Regions from separate parts of the Gasterosteus aculeatus genome. Here region 2 is linked to region 1. The links are chromatin contacts, called in public Hi-C maps. All regions are on one chromosome and are shown on one strand. The core of a region is the stretch at or near the end of the contact, and the rest is flanking DNA. Distances in the headings are between cores, read along the strand shown.

Evidence for each region. Hi-C and Micro-C count contacts between places; a contact is called where the count stands out from the background.
Region 2: a Hi-C map of skeletal muscle shows a contact between it and region 1, with 7 times the contacts expected there. The contact joins the enhancer-like site here to the promoter of commd6 in region 1. A contact is called at or near these places in 2 of 6 Hi-C or Micro-C datasets (both in skeletal muscle).

Annotation. Positions count from the first base shown.
Region 1 is chr16:2,991,764-2,994,787 of fGasAcu3.hap1.1, forward strand. commd6 (COMM domain containing 6) reads left to right here and starts at 1,323. Exons shown (of 8, transcript XM_040200711.2): 1 at 1,323-1,446; 2 at 1,535-1,615; 3 at 2,515-2,573; 4 at 2,985-3,024. The coding sequence starts at 1,591. It overlaps uchl3 (ubiquitin carboxyl-terminal esterase L3 (ubiquitin thiolesterase)), which reads right to left and starts at 28. Exons shown (of 8, transcript XM_078090790.1): 1 at 1-28.
Region 2 is chr16:3,077,206-3,080,479 of fGasAcu3.hap1.1, forward strand. It overlaps klf12b (Kruppel like factor 12b), which reads left to right. Exons shown (of 6, transcript XM_040201084.2): 6 at 1-978. klf5b (Kruppel like factor 5b) reads right to left here. Exons shown (of 4, transcript XM_040201080.2): 4 at 2,186-3,274. Among protein-coding and RNA genes, the nearest start is that of klf5b, 5.8 kb to the right of the region's middle. Within about 2 kb of position 1,471, at least 2 of the 9 cell types and tissues checked have open chromatin away from gene starts, as enhancers often do.

The sequences.
Region 1 (3,024 bases), core at 73-2,572:
CTCACATTCACTTCCGCGTGAGGAGAGTCGCCCCTCGCATTTATACAATATGCAGGGGTTCCTTCTCCTTCATAAACCTGAACTACAACACGCTTAATACTTTACGCCTTACAGATACAAGGTACGTGCTCTATAAACATCCTTGTTTTCTCTTTTACTACCGTAGATACTTGTGTCATGGGTCTTTCTCTGCAATAAAAAAATATTTTAAAATGTGCCTCCCACACTACCCGAAAAGTGGATCATTCCAGAGTCGCAGGCATCTTTTAGACTTTGGAAAGACTTCATACGGGATTTAGTGGCCCCAGTCCCGTTCAGCTCTTCATAGAGCAACACCTCGCCCTAGCTATTAACAATGGTCGTGTTTCCAGTCTTATTTATTGATAATGTTTATTCGATAATGATGAGGAAAAATGAAGATAAAAAAAATCTTCCAACTGGGGATCCCGTTCAATTCCTCGTGGGGTTGTACTTATTACCGTTGCCGCTAAGAGGCGCTGTTATCCTGTATTCGCATGGTCGTCCATGACTGCTCTGAATAAAATAGCCTTCAGATTATTCATTCAACATTCTTCATGTGTGGCCAACAACACCTTTAAATGGCTTTTGTAAGTATCCCCAGCAAACCTGAGCAGCTTTATACTTTTATAAGTTAATCTCACAAGCAAATACTGTGCTTTTTATTCCACTACATTGGTCTAACTATAGTTACTTTACATTACATGTCATTCAGCTGACACTTTTATTCAAAGCGACTTACAATACATGCATTTGAACCATGAGGATACAAACCCAGAAGAACAAGAAACAAGAAAGTGCAATTTCATCAAATACGCCGTTTACAACTTGCTATAGATACGAGCCATTATAAGTCCATTAAAGTTACAATACTACAATTTGTTTTGTATTTTTTAGTCAAGGTAGAATCTGAATAGGTGTGTCTTTAGTTTGCGGCTTCGTACGCCTCAAAATAAGTATGTATTACTTAAAAGGCTGATTATATACTTCAGCTAAAAAGTCAAATTCTTAGGAGTATTTCTAATTACAGTTGTGGACTGACCTGAGAATCGGAAAGATAGAAAAATCGACTGGAGCCAGGTCAATAAAAATATACTCAATACTTCAATACACTTTCCACAAAATTACATTGCTAATAAAACTTCTAATACTTTAAGGCCTATTTTGTACTTAAAAATAAGGCTGTATTTACACCCAACTTAAATCCATAATATGTTATAAATATGTGATTAATTTTGAATTACTACTGTACATTCATAAAGTAACATATGTTTTATTTTTCTCTTATTTTGGCCAAGGTGTAATGTTTTGTGCAGCCCAAACCTCATAGCGGACGATGTGCCTCCCGGGCAGCAGGGGGCGCTGCGCACCGTCACACTGGTTGCGAAAAGAAAACAAACAGAAGAGGAGCACGACCGATTGTTTTGAGTGAGACGACCTTTCGCTGCACAGAAATTCCCTCGGCGTTTTTAAGGGATACTGACATACGTTTATTATATATCGTTTTGTTTGACAGAAGTTGAAGTTGGCGCACGGCTCGGCGGTGTAACGTGGACTTGTCAGAGAGAGAAGATGCCTGCAGCAGAGGAATCCTATGGTGAGTTTCCATCTCCATCCTGTTACTCTACACAAGCCTTACAGTGCTTTCATCAGATTACAGTTTCACTACAGAGGAATATACGCTTCTTCCATACGTGGATTTAGCATCGTTAGTTTAACACGGTAGTTCGTAAACGTTTCCATGTATAACGAATCATAACGTTATCCCAAACCCAAACACGTCTTCTCCAGTACCGTACCCGCTATAACGTTACACAGGCATTTTACATTCATTATATTCTGGCAGCTGTGCTATGTAAAAAAACAAAAACAGGCTTTAACTTGTTTCACTAGTTGCGGATCAATAACCCATCCGTGTATTGGGCGGGCGGCCATCTTTGTTTTGATTCTCTGCGATCGGAACGGCAGCATTTGATGACGTCACCACTCGCCAATGAATTTAATTCATTTTGACTATCAAACCAGATGTTAACCAAGGTTTTGATTTTTTTGAGTGAGATGTGTGTGCGTATACACTTTAGTCCAAAAACTGCAATGTTCCATTTAAAAATAAATGCAAAGTAAATAAATAAAGCAAAGTGTTTCTTAAAGAAACTCCACGATATTGAAATCATTATGTCCTGTGACAACTTTCTTGTAATTTAGAAGAATTTTATTTAAAAAATATTTGTGTTTATTCCTTTTTCAAATGCTGTGTTGCCTTATGAGCTGTAACTCGTTATCGTTTGGCGTCTTCGTTCATGTCCCATATTACGTTAACTGAGTACGAGACAATTATTTCTACGAGATGTTCTAGTCCAAAGAAGGCTGATATGGTCACACTGACATACTTGCATTAGTTTAGTCATGGAGGAATCATTTGCGTTTTTAGTTGCAATTATTATATATATATAACATCAGACTGAGAGCGTGACTTTCTTCATTTCTGTACTTCAGGTGTCAACAAAGTCGTGGACCACATCTGCCAGCTTCCTCCACATCTGTTGACGGAAGCAGTGAGTACATGCGATCGTTCTCTTTGTTCGTGTTGCATGCAGGCCCGAAAGGGGTTTGTTATTATTTATTAACCAAATAGTAAGAACCAGGTGTAGAGCAAAGCATAAGAGGAGCACGAGTCACACGTTGTGTGGTTATTGTCGGTCCTGCCACAGATATAAATATCGTAATGGGCATAAATGTAGAGCAGCATCTCTCTCTGCGCTTCCTCTCGCCGTGTTTGCCACAGCTCGAAGTTGTGGCGGAGCAAACCTCTCAGTGGGATTCGACGAGTGGATGTTAAATACAATACAATGGTGCTCGTTGTCGGGCTATTAGCGGCCGCGCTCTGCACGAGCTGCACAGGATGTGGCGTCGTCGCCATGGAGGCTTCGCTGCAGTTCCAATAACTAATCTTCTAATCTCCACAGTGTCAGCACATTCTGACTTATCTTCAAGGGCAAACCGGGG
Region 2 (3,274 bases), core at 221-2,720, 86 kb after region 1:
TTTCAATGCATAATTTTGTAACGGCAACCAGGGTCAAAGTTATGCAATAATAATGAATAGTGCCTCATATTGCAAAACTCGTAACATCAGCTGCTCTCTGCAGAGTTAAGATTTTCTTTCAACGCGTGTGCTTAGACGAATAAACATCCGATGGGAAAAGCATCAATTTTTGGACAAAAAGAACAGAAGACGCACATAGGACATTATGCAAGTGGGACCTTTAATGTTTAAACTTTCTCCTCCCACAGAGCCTTACGCCATCGTGTCCAATGCAGCGTCCTCCCACTAAACACGCTCACGTGGTTGCTTTTCTCGCAATAAGTCCCCCCCCCCCCCCCTCCCAGGGGGGCGGACCGAAGAGTCGAAGGCCTCTCGATGCTTCAGCTCCGTCCCGTCCATTGAACACGGAGGACGGCGAGGAGATCCCAAGTACACACTTCTCTATTGGTTCCATATCTATTTTGAACTTTCTGTTGTAACATCTGCTTCTGATTTCCTGGTTTTGAAGGTTTAAGTAGTGAAGCCTATGTTTTTTCCAAGTTTGCTGATATTACGTACAGTAATTGTTGTTCCCGTATTTATGTAAAGTGAGTGTAGTGTAAATATATTCAGATCTTTTCATTCTTACCGGGGGAAAAAACATTTAAAAAATATTCTGAAATAAATGTGATGATGCTCGGCGCCGCTTCAAATGGAGATTCTGCTCACAGAATTCCACATCTGTAAAATTTGTAATCCTGATATTTTTCAAAAATTCAAGAACAGGTGTCCTTTTTCCTTTCTTTTTGTTGTTTACTGTTACGCTTTTTCTTTTTTCTCTCCAAGAGTTGTTGAAGTATCCAGTCAGTGTTTTGCCTTTTTTCTCTCTGTATTTTTTCATATGGATGGAGCTGTGAAATTAAAATAAGTTCAAACATATACATGTATATTAATATGAATGGAGGCATGAAGGTTAATAAAGTTGCATTTTGTATGTAACACACTGGCGTGGGAGCTGCTTGCTGCCTGCGAGCTGAGACGGGTGGAATGTGGTCTCTGACATCCGAGTCCTGCGCTCACGTTCCGCGGCATCCAGGAACCTAATCTTGGTATCAAGGGGGACGTTTGCACTTCTGCATGTTATATACGGCACAGTAGCTCGTAGGCTGAGTGCAGTACATCCACTACTTATTTTTACATCCTGAATTCACAAAGAACCTTCTGTTGGTGTAATATCGCATTGCTTTGTATTTTTAAGAGGCGGTGTGTAGTGGTGACAGCTCCGCTCTGTCCGCCGCTTCTCCAATAACTGGATCTGGATGAATGTTTCTGTCAGCCGGTGATTGCAACAACGGGGGTTTCAATTCCCAACCCGCTTAGCATGTACGGCGTGCACTACATCACGCGTGTGATTAATGGCTCACGGGGCCCGTGTGCTGAAGGAGCAAAGCGAAGAAGCACGTTAGTGGATAGCAGTGATGGTAAAAGAGTCTCCGCGGGGGAAACGTCCTGCGCACGCAGGACAAGCTCAGACAACTTCTCTGCTGTGAGCCGTGACTCACGTCAGGGACACTTTCCAAAATAATCAGCCAACAAAAAGAAGATGTCACGCTTCAAAATTGTGGACGATGCGAAGAAGTGCACCGAGGGCGCCTTGCTGATCGCGCGTTGCACAAGGATCCCCGAGCAGACAAAGGCCACCGGGCCACAGGAAACAAGCTTAGGGGGAACCTTTTTCATCCAAATCACAGAAACATTGGTCAGGTTTTGTACAATTGAAGAGCACATTTTGCACACCAGAAGGTCAACAGGTGCTGGTTAGAGTAGGAGAATATCCAGAGAAGACGTTAACAAAAACCCCGTCATAACCCAGTGACTAAATACTAAATATCTGTGGATGCAGCAATTTTGGTCTTCTCAGTTCAAATATTTAACTCCAACCTTACAAAGAATTGTTATGCAATTCTTCTTTCTTGATATTCATAAAATATAATGACAAAATGACAAAGAATGCCAGATCTGTTTCATATCCGTGCCGGCCAGGGGTCGACCTCTAACAACAAGCGGCTGGTGTGTTAAATTGCTGTAGAGGTGTCAAACATTACCGTAGTCATAATCCTTTAGTCAGCACATTTAATATGGAAGACAGTCATAATTTACAAAAAACGTTTAAAAAGATACAAATAAAAAGTCACATTCAAAAAGCTATATTCAACACATACTTTTATTTGGAGTGTGAGGGCTGCATTGGCTTTGTGGCACATTTTGCTCGATTTGTGCGACATCGTATGAAGCTGTGACACAATGCTACTGTCAAAATATATACGAGTCTATATCTATTTTAAAAGTATTGCAACAATTCTCTGGCACATCTTGCGATGGAGAAAGTGATATGCTGAGTATCAAATTATAGAATATTGTTAGCCTATGTAAAATATTAATAATAATATTTAACATTCCCTGCTATTAAAGAAAAATGTTTAAAATCTTTATCCACCCAAACTCAATCAATGGATTGTATCCTTTAACAGCAGATACAAATATATATAAATACACAACAAACAAATGAGAGATTTAGTTCAACCTCAATCAGATCCAAAAGAATGTTGGTGATGAATACAGATGGCTACGTGTTGGTAATTAGGGGCGACACCCATATCATTCAATTATGTACCTGATAAAAGAATACTGTCCCAAGAGGGACGCTTGGTTTTTCAACCGTCCCTCCCCCCAAAATAACAAAGAAATGAGTTAAAGGCACTTTAAAGGTTGCTTTGGATACGTGGATGGCGGCCAAAGAAACTAAAAGCTAGAGACAGAAGTTCAGACCGGCAGGTGCTCGGTCTCAGTCTGAAAAACAAAACTACCACGTCCCTTTGAAACCTTTCACGTAGGAAATATGATAATCCCATATAGGAAGGAAGCGACCCCCAGTTTGCAACGGATTACGGTCAAGCGAGCGAGCCTGGATTCGTCCCATCGTGACGGCTGCTGCTGCTCCTCCGAATCAACTCGGGTCCAAAGACGCCCCGTCAACATAAGTCAAGAGCTTTGACAATGAAATCAAATCCCAAACGCACCATTGTAGATTAGACATGTTCTGTTATGTGTGGTTGCTGTACAGGGGGAGCAGAGATACAGAACATTCATAATGCCGTCTAAAACAACCACGACCTAAAACCTTACACCCATTATCTTCCCTTCATTTCAGTGCTATGAGAAAATGTTGATTTTATTTCCAGCTCTCCTCAGCAACCCTTAAACCTGGCAGTGTTGAAGCCGCTCGACACAAGCT